Regions from separate parts of the Macaca mulatta genome. Here region 2 is linked to region 1. A link is a contact called in public Hi-C data. All regions are on one chromosome and are shown on one strand. The core of a region is the stretch at or near the end of the contact, and the rest is flanking DNA. Distances in the headings are between cores, read along the strand shown. Region 1 holds the start of CHSY3 (chondroitin sulfate synthase 3). Region 2 holds the start of HINT1 (histidine triad nucleotide binding protein 1).

What was found. A called contact is a pair of places that touch in the nucleus more often than the background predicts.
Region 2: a Hi-C map of fetal cortex germinal zone shows a contact between it and region 1, with 2.8 times the contacts expected there. The contact joins the promoter of HINT1 here to the promoter of CHSY3 in region 1. A contact is called at or near these places in 2 of 14 Hi-C or Micro-C datasets (fetal cortex germinal zone and fetal cortical plate).

Annotation. Positions count from the first base shown.
Region 1 is chr6:138,822,695-138,828,352 of T2T-MMU8v2.0, reverse strand. CHSY3 (chondroitin sulfate synthase 3) reads right to left here and starts at 2,903. Exons shown (of 3, transcript XM_001099447.5): 1 at 1,749-2,903. The coding sequence starts at 2,550.
Region 2 is chr6:140,087,538-140,093,320 of T2T-MMU8v2.0, reverse strand. HINT1 (histidine triad nucleotide binding protein 1) reads left to right here and starts at 1,320. Exons shown (of 3, transcript NM_001258104.1): 1 at 1,320-1,487; 2 at 3,898-4,002. The coding sequence starts at 1,377.

The DNA.
Region 1 (5,658 bases), core at 1,654-4,153:
TGCCATTTTTGATGAGCACAGCATCTGCAGTCATTATCTTGATCCCATGCCTTGCCCCTTGTATCTCAATGAGTTTCAGCTATTATTGGGTTCTTAATACAAAATACATTTCATTCTTAATAGAAATTGAAATAATATGTCATTTTAATGTTCTGAAGGACAATCTTTCAAAGCATTAAAACAAATGAAAGAAGTAGGTGCTGTTGATGCATTTTATAAATTCTCTGCAAAGTGTGGCAAACTTCTGCTAGGAAACCTTTGAAATTTTGACACATCCAAGACAAGGAACTTAAAGTAGAGGACGCTTTTTTCTTTGAGTCAATCCTAAATATCACTGTTAAAAATGTCATGGGACCATTCTTTATTTTTGTATCCAATTATCAGTACTTTTTATTCCAATCAGCTCTAGAGTGACTTCCCTCCTTCCAATCCAAACCCAAGAGATCTCTAGTTATTATGATTACACTAATTCCTTGTGCCAAAATGTGACAGTTAGGGTTTATTGTTTGGCTTTTTGTTTGTTTTTCTTGCATTGTGTGAAAAGTACTATCTGAATCAGGAGAAAGCAGCAAGGCTTTCTCCTGATTCGGATAGAGTCAAGGCATAAAATAAGGAAGGGCTGCCCCCCTTTGACCAAGAAGCTAGGAAATGTGGAAAGCTCAGAGAAACCTCATTCAGTACAACCCTGCTGCTTCCCTTGCGTTCCTCCCCATCTCTGCAACTGGCTGGACTGGAAAGATTCACTTCCCTGACCTAAAGAACTTTGATCCGCTGAGTTTAGAAATTCTCTGTCCAGAGCCGCCCACATTCCGGGAAGAAGACCGCGCCTCTTTTAAACTGACAAAAAAGTTTTTTCTTGCTGTGGCTGCCTGTGGTTCTGGGAAGAACTTCCAGCCTCTGCTTATCACCGCGGCCACCAAAATGCACTGGAAAGGAACCAGTACTAGTGTGTGCTAGTACAGTCTGCTGTTCCCGGGGTCTGGCTTATCAGTGGGTGCTTTCCTCTTCTTCCCCACCACTAATTCCTTACAATATGCCCATCCTCTCAGGGTTTTATTGAGGTGTGGCGGGGGATGGGAGACGGCTTGGTGCTGCACTGTAGTGGCTGAAAAGAGCAGCGTGCTAGGGCGGTGGGGATGGCCAGGGACTCCCAGTGTGTGGAGAGTTGAGCCAAAGGGAAGGGAACACGTAGGAAAGGGTCCCGGACAGCGAAGATGATTCCTCAATCTGAGCAGTTCCAAAAGTGCGCTAGATCCAGTTTAAACAAAAGAGCAAGATTCAAAGCAAGAACACTGGATCTCCAAACTGGTTGTAGCCAGCATCCTCCGTCTTCCCTTCCTGCACCAAAGACCACGCCCCTCTGGACCGATTGGGGAAACTACCATCAGCAGGGGCTTTCAGAGGAGGGCAGAGTGGGAATGGCCTTTGGTTTAGCTCTACGGTCCCTTTTCTAACCTCTCCCACACGGTAAAGACTGAGGGACAAGAGCGAGGCGGCACCGAAAACAGCAAGTGAGGAAGGCGAATAAAGCCAGGCAGGTGTGAGAAGGGTCCAGATTGCAGAAGAGGAGGAACTGGCTACGAATTATGGGCGGATGCAAGGGGTGGGGAGGGCGGGCCAGGGCCTGTGGGAGCCGGGAGCACGTGCTGGCAGAGAAGCAGCGGAGGGGCTGGGCAGGGGCTAGGGCCGGTTACAGAGAAAGGAGTTGGGGAGGCGGACAGGCTGGAAAGCCGGCGCAGGGAGGTCACCTTTGATGTAGACATCGTCGTCGGCGCGCATGAACCACTCATACTTGTCCAGGTAGTGGTCGTGCATGTACTTGATCATCATGAAGGACTTTTTCTGGGGAGGATAGGAGTCGTCCACACCCGGCAGCGCGATGACAGGCAGGGGTGGCGGGGGCTGGCCGGCGTTGGGGGGCTGCTGGCTGGAAAAGAACTCCACGCGGCCGGGGATGAAACGCGCCCAGGTCCGCTGCGCGGCCAGCGCGCGGCTGCCCAGGTACTTCTGCGCGGTCATCACCCCCACGTATAGGAAGTCCCGGGGTCGGGCGCTCGGGGCGGCAGCACCCCCGTCCCCGCTGCCGTTGTGGCTACTCCCTGGCCGGCCGCCTCTCCGCTGCCCAGCCGCGCCCCTGTCCTCCTCCTCGGGTTGCCCCTCGGCCGCTGGAGCACCGGGAAGCCCTGTCGCACCCTCAGGCTCGCGTCCTCGCCGCCGCTGCTGCAGCAGAGGTGGCTGCTGCCAGGGGCTACTTCGAAAACTGGTGATTCCGGGGGCTGCCTCGGGCAGCGGTGGCCCCTGGAGCTCCTGGCGCGCGGGGGGCGGTGACTGCTCCTGCCGTGGCCGGGACTGGAGCTGGAGGAGCGGCTGCTGAGCGCCGGCGCCGGGGCCAGCCGCGGAGCGACCGTAGTAGGAGCAGAGGCTGGAGCCGCGTCTCTTCCTCTCGCTCAGCTCCGCCACCCTGGGGGCGATGAGCCAGGACGCGGCGGTGAAGCCCAGTACCAGCCCTAATGCCACGCTCATCCACGGGCGGCGGGAGCGCACAGCCATCGCGGCTGCCCCGGGCGCGGACGCTCGCTGGGCTGCTGCGGCGGGGCACGCGGGTTCCCCGGCTCACACCCGCCCCTCCTCCGCCTTTGCGCCCCCAGCCCCGGCCGCAGCCCGCCGCCTAGGCGCCGACACCGGCTGGAGGTCGGAGCGCCGCGGACGCCTCGATTGCCGCGGGCTGCAGCTGCCTGCCAGGCTCTCGCTCGGCTCTGGGCCGGGGCTCCGAGCGAGGGTCGGGAGTGAAACTTCTCCCGGCGGCGACGGTGGCGGCGGCGGCGGCAGCGAGAGGAGCTGCAGGAGGAGGAGGAGCAGCGGCGGCGGCAACGCGTCCGCTCCTAGGCTGCCACCCTGTCACTGGCGCGCCTGGGCCCTCCCTCCTCTCTTCTTCCCGAGCCCCCGCCCTCGCTCCCGCCTCCCGCTCCCCCCGCCGCCGGGCTCCGAGCTGGCCCGGAGGGGGAGCCGCAGGCGGCACCGCTGCCAGCCGGAGGGAAGCGCGGGCCGCGGTATTTCCCCGTCACCCGCCCTTGGACGGCCCCCGTCCGCGCCTCAGTCCAGAGCCGGCCTCCTCTCCGGAAGGAAACGATCCCTGTCGGGCCGCCTCCGGCTTGCAGCGCCGACGCCCCCTCTTCCCTCCTCCCCCAGCTCTTGCTCTTCGTCCCATTTCCCGTCCCATCCCGCCCCTCCGCTGGCCTCCCGACACTCGTGTCTGGGGGCTCTACTGGCCTCCTCCCGGCGCCTAGGCTCCGCTGACCTCATCGGCGGAGCTCGGGTCCGGGAGCCCCCACTAAGTTCGTTGCTGTCCCTCCGGGCTCTCCTCCCCCGGCCCACAGCCGGGTACGTCCTGGCGTGACCCTTCCCACTCTGCCCCGCCCCGGGTCTGCCAGGGCGCCACTCTTCGCGTTTTTCCGTCCTTTCCACGTTGTTCTTACCGCTGCCCCTCCGCGCCTTCTCTCTCTACTCGGTCATTTGTCAGGAAACCCAACGTCCCATCCCAGCACCTCTCCTCCCAGCCTAACTTCCCTCCTACCTGCATCCTCCACCAGCTCTCCTCAGTCCATCACAGAAGTACCATTGTCGTTTGGAGTCTCTCCTAAGAAAATCTCTGAGGGATTGGAAATACTTACCCTGAAAGGCTGAGGGAGATGATGGTGACTGGGGGTTCAATCCCCAAAGAACGTAAAAATCCCATGTCCACCTGTTGACTTGGAAAACCTGAGGCTGCCTAATGGTCTCCCCCTCGGCTCTCCTGATGATAGCTGTTCTAGAAATGAGAACCATGGTCTATTTTCAGTCTTGGTAGAAGATTGGCTCAGTGAGACTGTCAAATAGTGGAGAAAGGGGCATACATTCACAGGGCCAATACCCTGAAGATCCAAAGGGAAGAAAGTCTTACCCCCACAAAATAAGTGAACTTAATCAAAAAATAAAATGGAAGATACGATTTTTATTCTTGCCTATGAACCGTTTTATTTTCTAAGGCAAAGACAGGAAAATTTTACCTCTCCAATGAGGGAGGAAAGTTCTCCAGCAACAGAATCTCAAAAAAAGTTAAGCTGTATTGGCCAAAATCATTGTGACTTAGTTACGTTAGGAAGAAATTACCTGAAGGTATATGACATTTTGAAGAAGGGAGCATTAACAAATTTCTCTCTAAAGGTTGTGCATAAAGCTATAGTCTGGGGTGCTTTTGGCATTCCAAGCCCGCCCTTCTCTTCAAATTTCAGTCTTCTGTTTTAGACATCAAACGCAAGGGGATGGTATTGAATGGCATTAGACATAATGGCTCGATCCAGCGAGGTGCTGGCAGCGTCCCTGGAACACTAGGCCTGCCTGGAGTCCTTGGAGGAATGGTTCTTTCCACACCGGTCACTGGCTGTGCATGAGCACGTCTGACTGAATGTTTCATCTGCTGGACAATGAAGCTCCTTTTCCACATCTAGGTTTTGCCCAGAGACACTTGGGAATACAGATTATTAGACTCTCTCAAAGTTGAAGTTTAGTTAGAATACAAAGCTAGTCAAACAGACCCCTTCTGATTTGAAAATATATCTTCCCAAAGCCGTTTTAAAATTTCTAGAATAGTACTATTCAATAGAACTTTCACTATCATGGAAATTTTTTTTATTTGTTCTGATAAGACAGTAGCCACATAAAATTATGGAGCATTGAAAGGTGACTAGTGTGATTGACAAAATGAGTTTTCATTTTATTTAATTTTAATTACTTTTTATTTAAATAGCCCCATGTGGCTAGGGGTTACCATGTAGGACAGCACATTTCCAGAGGATTTCCTATTGCATATGGTCAACAGTGAAGGACAAATAAGTCCACCCACACACCAGTACCCTCTCCCCTGCAGTATTCAACTGGAGTTTATGGTAATGGATGTCATTCATGTAGTTGATCTACAAAATCATTAATTCTCATTGGGCATAACTAACCCATTCATCAACTGTTCGGAATATTTGGGGAGAAAGTTAATTTCATTCACTTATTCAACAAGTGTATATTAGAGATTAAACATTAGACAAGGTGGAAGGCTCTGGACATGGAGATGTCAACAAACTATTCAGTACTTCCCATCATGAAACTTATAGTGCATTGAAGAAGACAGACATTAAACATCACACTATGAAATGAATTACAATGGTGATAAATGATATGAACAGAAATACAGAGTACTCTGAGAATATTTATAAGAGCATCTAATTTAGTCTGGGAATCAGGGAAGGCACTAGAAAATATTCAAATAAAATGAAAGTCAGTGAAGTGATGTTACATATGAGGCAAGTGACCTTGGGCAAGTTATGAAAATTCTCTAAGTTTTGGATTTCTCATTTGTAAATTCATTTCTGTGAGGCTTTATTAATGTACTATATGAAGTGCTTAGCACAATGTTTAGTTCATTGTAGATGCTTGGCAAATGTTCTCCTCATTTCTAATCCCTTCCCTCATGCTAAAACCTCTCTCTCATGGTATCTATCATCTAATTTTTATTACATTTCATATTTTCATTTATTTAACAGATACTTACTTAGTATCTACTGTAAGGCAGACACTATTACTGAGAAGCAGAAGTAAACAAAACAAAGTCCTGACTTCATGGGTACA
Region 2 (5,783 bases), core at 71-2,570, 1.3 Mb before region 1:
TTGACAATTTTTCTGTGGTTATGAAAGGAAATTAACATCACTTCAAAACTATTATCTAACTTATAGGCATTATTTAGATTTTACCAATTGTCCCAGTAATGTCTTTGATAGCAAAAGTACCAAATGAACACATTTGAGATTAAAGGGAACCACATTCAATAATTTTGCCAAGACAGAGTAGTCGTGTAATCATAAAAGGCAGTTGTGCTCACACCTGTAATCCCAGCACTTTGGGAGGCTGAGGCGGGTGGATCACCTGAGGTCAGAAGTTTGAGAACAGCCTGGCCAGCATGAGGAAACCCTGTCTCTACTAAAAATACAAAAATTAGCCGGGTGTGGTGGTGCGTGCCTGTAGTCCCAGCGACTTTGGGAGGCTGAGGCATGAGAATCACTTGAACCCGGGAGGCAGCAGTTGCAATGAAACGAGATTGTGCCACTGCAGTCGAGCCTGGGCGACACAGCAAGAATCTATCTTAAAAAAAAAAAAAGGTACTGAGGAGGTATACTTTTTCTTAATACGTACACTTAGAGGTCTAGTATGATAACTGGAGTTGTCTATAGTATTTTATAAATGGATGTCCTTAGTGACCTTGACAAGAGGGAAATGGACACAAAAATGAAAGAAAGCAGACACGGTATGTAGAAAACTTTTTTAAAAGGAGCAAAGATATGAGGGGGATGTGGTAATTAAGGAAGGTTTTGTTTTTTTAAGGTGGGTCATTTTATTAATACATTATGTTGATTGCTGCCGGGAAAAATTCCTTGAAGAGCAGTCTAGGGAGGTTTACAAACTACTGATGCCTGGAGCTCATCTCCAAAGATTCTTATTTAATGGATCTGGGGTGCAGCCAGGTTCACGGGGATTTTCAGAAGCTCCCCAAGTGATCTTAATGTGTAGTCAAGATTGAGAACCACTGGTAGAGAGAGAAAAAAATCTGAAGAGAGGACTTAAAATCTGCTGCAGCAGCAAGACCTTAAATAATCTAAGTGCTAAATTGCAGCCAGCACCACTTGAATTGTCAAATCTTGTCAGTTACAGTATCCAACTTTCCCTACAAGCGTCCATAGGCAGACGAAGGGTTTATACCAGTAACTCCATTCCCCAGGAGACAAGAAAGGAGGCTAGAAAAACGACTTAGCAATCTCCTTGGAGCTCAAGACCAGGAACTTCCCCCTGCCCGTCCCTGCCGCAGTTCCTGCGGAGCTCCGGCATGCTGGCCGCTCTCGCAGCCCCGGTCGCCAGTGCGCACGCGCAGGATTCACTGGGGCGCAGGCACCGGCGCAGGCTTGGCTGCGCCCTCTCGCGCCGCACGCTCCGCGGGTTCCTCCCTCCTTTCGAGCCTCTACCCTGGCCGCCGCGCGGGAGAGAGGCCGAGATGGCAGATGAGATTGCCAAGGCTCAGGTCGCTCGGCCTGGTGGCGACACGATCTTCGGGAAGATCATCCGCAAGGAAATACCAGCCAAAATCATTTTTGAGGATGACCAGGTAGGTACCGTGAACCACCTCGCTCGCCTGCTGAGGTGGGGTATCGTCCCCGGATCCTCGGGTTTCTCGCGGAGGGACAGGAGGGGTCGCGAGTGCAGCGGCGATGGCAGGGGACCTGGCCGCCCTGGCCCAGTGGGCCCCCAGCCAGGGGACAGGGCCCGGGCACTCCGAGGCGGCCTGCCGGCGCGTGCCGGCGCTCCGGTTACTCGTTATCTGCCCCGGGCGCGGGCCAGGCCGCCGGGCGTCCTGGGTGCGGCACCGCGGGGCCTGGGCGCGTGTCGGAGCGCACTGAGGCCCCCGCGTGGAAGCCCGCCGGCTCCCCGGCTGCCTCCGACCTCGCCTGTATCAGGAATCTCGAAATCTCGCCAGCGCTCTGCCTGACAGAGAGAAACCCGATCGCGCCCTGACTCATGCCCAATCTCCGCGATCTCCCGCGCACAGCCGGCCTGCCAGGGCCGGCCGTTCCTGGGCGCTGCTCGGCATGGCATTGTGCTCCAGGGCCTCGGGGCGCGGGGAGGTGCGCGGACCGGCTGGGCCTGCCGGCCTCCTCCGCGGTGTGCGGTTTGCCACCTCACCGCTACCCCATCCCTGTCTCCACCCCAAGCCGTACCCTGGGCTGGCGAGGCGATCTCCTGAGAGAAGAAGTGGGCCCGCGTCTGGGATTTGCTTTCGGTTGACCTCTCCCGCTGAACGTGTCGGGCCTACAAACAGCTGAATGATTCCTTTTATATTCAACAGGAAGTAATTTTAAGCCAAGAGACTGAGACTGTAGTTTTTGTTGACTTCTTGTAGGTGAAATCCCATGTGACTTTGAGATATATTGTGTAAATTATTTAGTGGACAGTTGTATTTTTGGGATTGGATCTCAGATAAAGCTGGGCAGATTGGATGATTTAGATAGAACAATTTTGTAAACAGTTTTGTTAAATTTAGGAAATATGAAATATAAGAAAAACATTTATTCTACTAGTGTCGTTTAGTTAGATTCAAAACGTTATCAAAGATTTAATTAGGTTCTTCCAGGCGAATTTTTAAAAAAAACTTTGTCTCTACTCAGGGGTAATTCTTTGGTTTTAGAAAAAATATTTCTTTTTAAAGTTTGCAGTTGCCTTTGAGAAATGGTTGTTGAAAAATTTACATTTGAACCACCGAAGTCCAACTGTATAACAGCAGGAAGCAGTCTAAATGAATCAGCATTTTGTAGGGAGTACCCAGTAGAATTACTCCTGAGACAAATAAGTGTGGATGGGTTTTATTAAAACAGTTTTCACTTCAGCAGTGAGCAAGAGATACAAAAAAAGATATTAATGTCGTGCGTCTATTTACAGACACTGTGTTAAATAGTCTAAATGCCGAAGAGTATGTATCATATATGTACTCTTCAGTTTTACACAAAAGGATAGGTATATTTCTTAAATAGTTGAGTAGAGTGAGAATAGATATTAATCAAATAGCAGACAAATACGTAGTTAAAAAACTGATTGCTATCATAAAGAAAAAACACACACACACACACACACAGGAAATTGCACAACTAGGACTCTGACCTGGGAGTAATGGGACGGGGAGGGGAATCAGAGGTTTTTTTCTGTTTTTTTTCTTTTTTCTTCCAGAAATCATATATGTGCTGGGAATGGAATGGCGGGATGACTAGCAGTTTAAGTTAGAAGTTGGGGTTTGGAGGGGGAGAGGATCACTGAAAAAGCTTTGAGGGCGGACAGCTCAGAAGGACAGTTCCACGTGAAGAGTTGCAGGAGATCTGGAGAGGCAGACAAGGATTAGCATGGCCAATTTCTATGCATTCATTGGCTCCCAGTTTAAATGTCACTGCAGAGTTGTTGTCCCTAAACAATCTAAATCAGGCTTTTCCTGTAATAATCATTCATATTATCCTTTACTTTTTAACATGTATGACCTTTGGTGATTATACCTGTATTTAAAGTTGGTCTTCCCATAAGACTTCCATGGAGTCTGGGTGCAGTTTGGGAGGCCAAGGCGGATGGATCACCTGAGGTCAGGAGTTTGAGACCAGCCTGGATAACATGGTGAAACCCTGTCTGTACAAAACCACAAAAAGTAACTGGGCATGATGGCACATGCCTGTAATCCCAGCTACTTGGGAGGCTGAGGCAAGAGAATCGCCTGAACCCAGGAGGCGGAGGTTGCAGTAAGCTGAGATCTTGCCATTGCACTCCAGCCTGGGTGACAGTGAGACTACATCTCAAAAACAAAAAAACAAAAAAACTTCCATGGAAAGGATCACGGCACCATTCGTAATGTGTACACTTCTGTTTTCTTAGCATCTAGTGCTCCCCATGTAGTTACTGTTCAGTAAATATTTGTTGAAATAAGTTTTATCCTACCAATATACTAAAAGTTTGATTTATTTATTTCTTTCCCTTTTCCCTAGTGCCTTGCTTTCCACGACATTTCCCCTCAAGCACCAACACATTTTCTGGTGATACCCAAGAAACATATATCCCAGATTTCTGCAGCAGAAGATGATGATGAAAGTGTAAGTAAATTTCTAACATGATTTATTTTCTTGCTTTTTAAATTGGGAGATTAATTTTGTCCTTAAAGTGCTGTCACATTTTCATCTTCCTAAGGTCATTATTAAGGAAAAACTAGAAAAACCATTAAGATTTCAATTGCCCAGCTGTTTTCCAAAGTTGCTGCATCATTTTGTATCCCACCAGCAATGAATGAGCATTCCATCTTCTCCATATCCTTATCAACACTTGCTATTATCTTTTTTTTTTTTTGAAATGGAGTCTTGCTCTGTCACCCAGGCTGGAGTGCAGTGGTGCCCCCGATCTTGGCTCACTGCAAACTCCGCCTCCCAGGTTCACACCATTCTCCTGCCTCAGCCTCCCGAGTAGCTGGGACTACAGGCGCCCGCCACCACACCTGGCTGATTTTTTGTATTTTTAGTAGAGATGGAGTTTCACTGTGTTAGTCAGGATGCTCTCGATCTCCTGACCTTGTGATTTGCCCTCCTCTGCCTCCCAAAGTGCTGGGATTACAAGCGTGAGCCACTGCACCTGGCCTATTGTATTCGTAAAGTAAGCTAGAGAAAAGGTTATTAAGAAAATCGTAAGGAAGAGAAAATATATTTACTATTCATTAAGTGGAGTGAACCATAAAGGTCTTCATCCTTGTCATCTTCATGTTGAGTAGGCTGAGGAAGAGGAGGGGTTGGTCTAGCTATAGCTGTCTCAGGGGTGGCAGAGGCAGAAGAAAATTTGCCTATGGGTAGATCTGCACAGGTCAAACCCATGTTGTGCAAGGGTCAGTTGTATTTACTTGGGGATACTTTTTAAAGTGAGACGTTATTTCTGAAACTTAGAAACTTCAGGACATTAATTTTTAATTCAATATATTTGTACAAATCACAGAGTTCAAAGATTAGAGCGAGTACTTAATGGTAAAATACCATTTTATATGCAGTAGCATTAAAACCTCAGAATACACTTTTTTTTTTTTTTTGAGATGGAATTTTGCTCTTGTTGCCCAGGTTGGAGTACAATGGCACAATCTCGGCTCACCACAACCTCTGCCTCCTGAGTAGCTGGGATTACAGGCATGTGCCATCACGCCTGGCTAATTTTGTATTTTTAGTAGGGACGAGGTTTCTCCATGTTGGTCAGGCTAGTCTCGAACTCCCAGCCTCAGGTGATCTGCCCACCTCGGCCTCCCAAAGTGCTGGGATTACAGGTGTGAGCCACCGCGTCTGGCCCCAGAATACAAATTTTTACCATTTAGTATAATTAGACAGTCATGGCATTTTAAGGTCAGAGCTTCTTACTCCAATGCAGCTCTTTTCTATAAGGATAATAAAATGTGAATTTTTACTCAGTTAACATTCTAAATTGGTGTTTTAAGGTCAGCTCTTTTACTTAGAAGACAGTTGTTTGCCAGGAAACATTTACGAACCAGTTTTAAAACTGCTCATTAATAATTAAATTTTGTGACCAGTATAGGTACCTGCTGTACAAAATTTTATATAGATGCTCATCAACTTAAGATAGGGTTACATGCTGATAAACCCATCATAAGTTAAAAATACTGTATGTCTGTCGAAAATGCACGTAATACACCTAACTTACTGAACATTATAGCCTAGCCTAGTCTAACTTAAGCTTGCTCAGAACATTTGACATTAACCTGCAGTTGGGCAAAATCATCTAATACAGAGCCTATTCTGTAACAAAGTTGAATATCTCATGTAAGAGTATTTTACTGCATATCACTAGTCTGGAAAAGGATCAAAATTTGAAGTATGGGTTCTCCTGA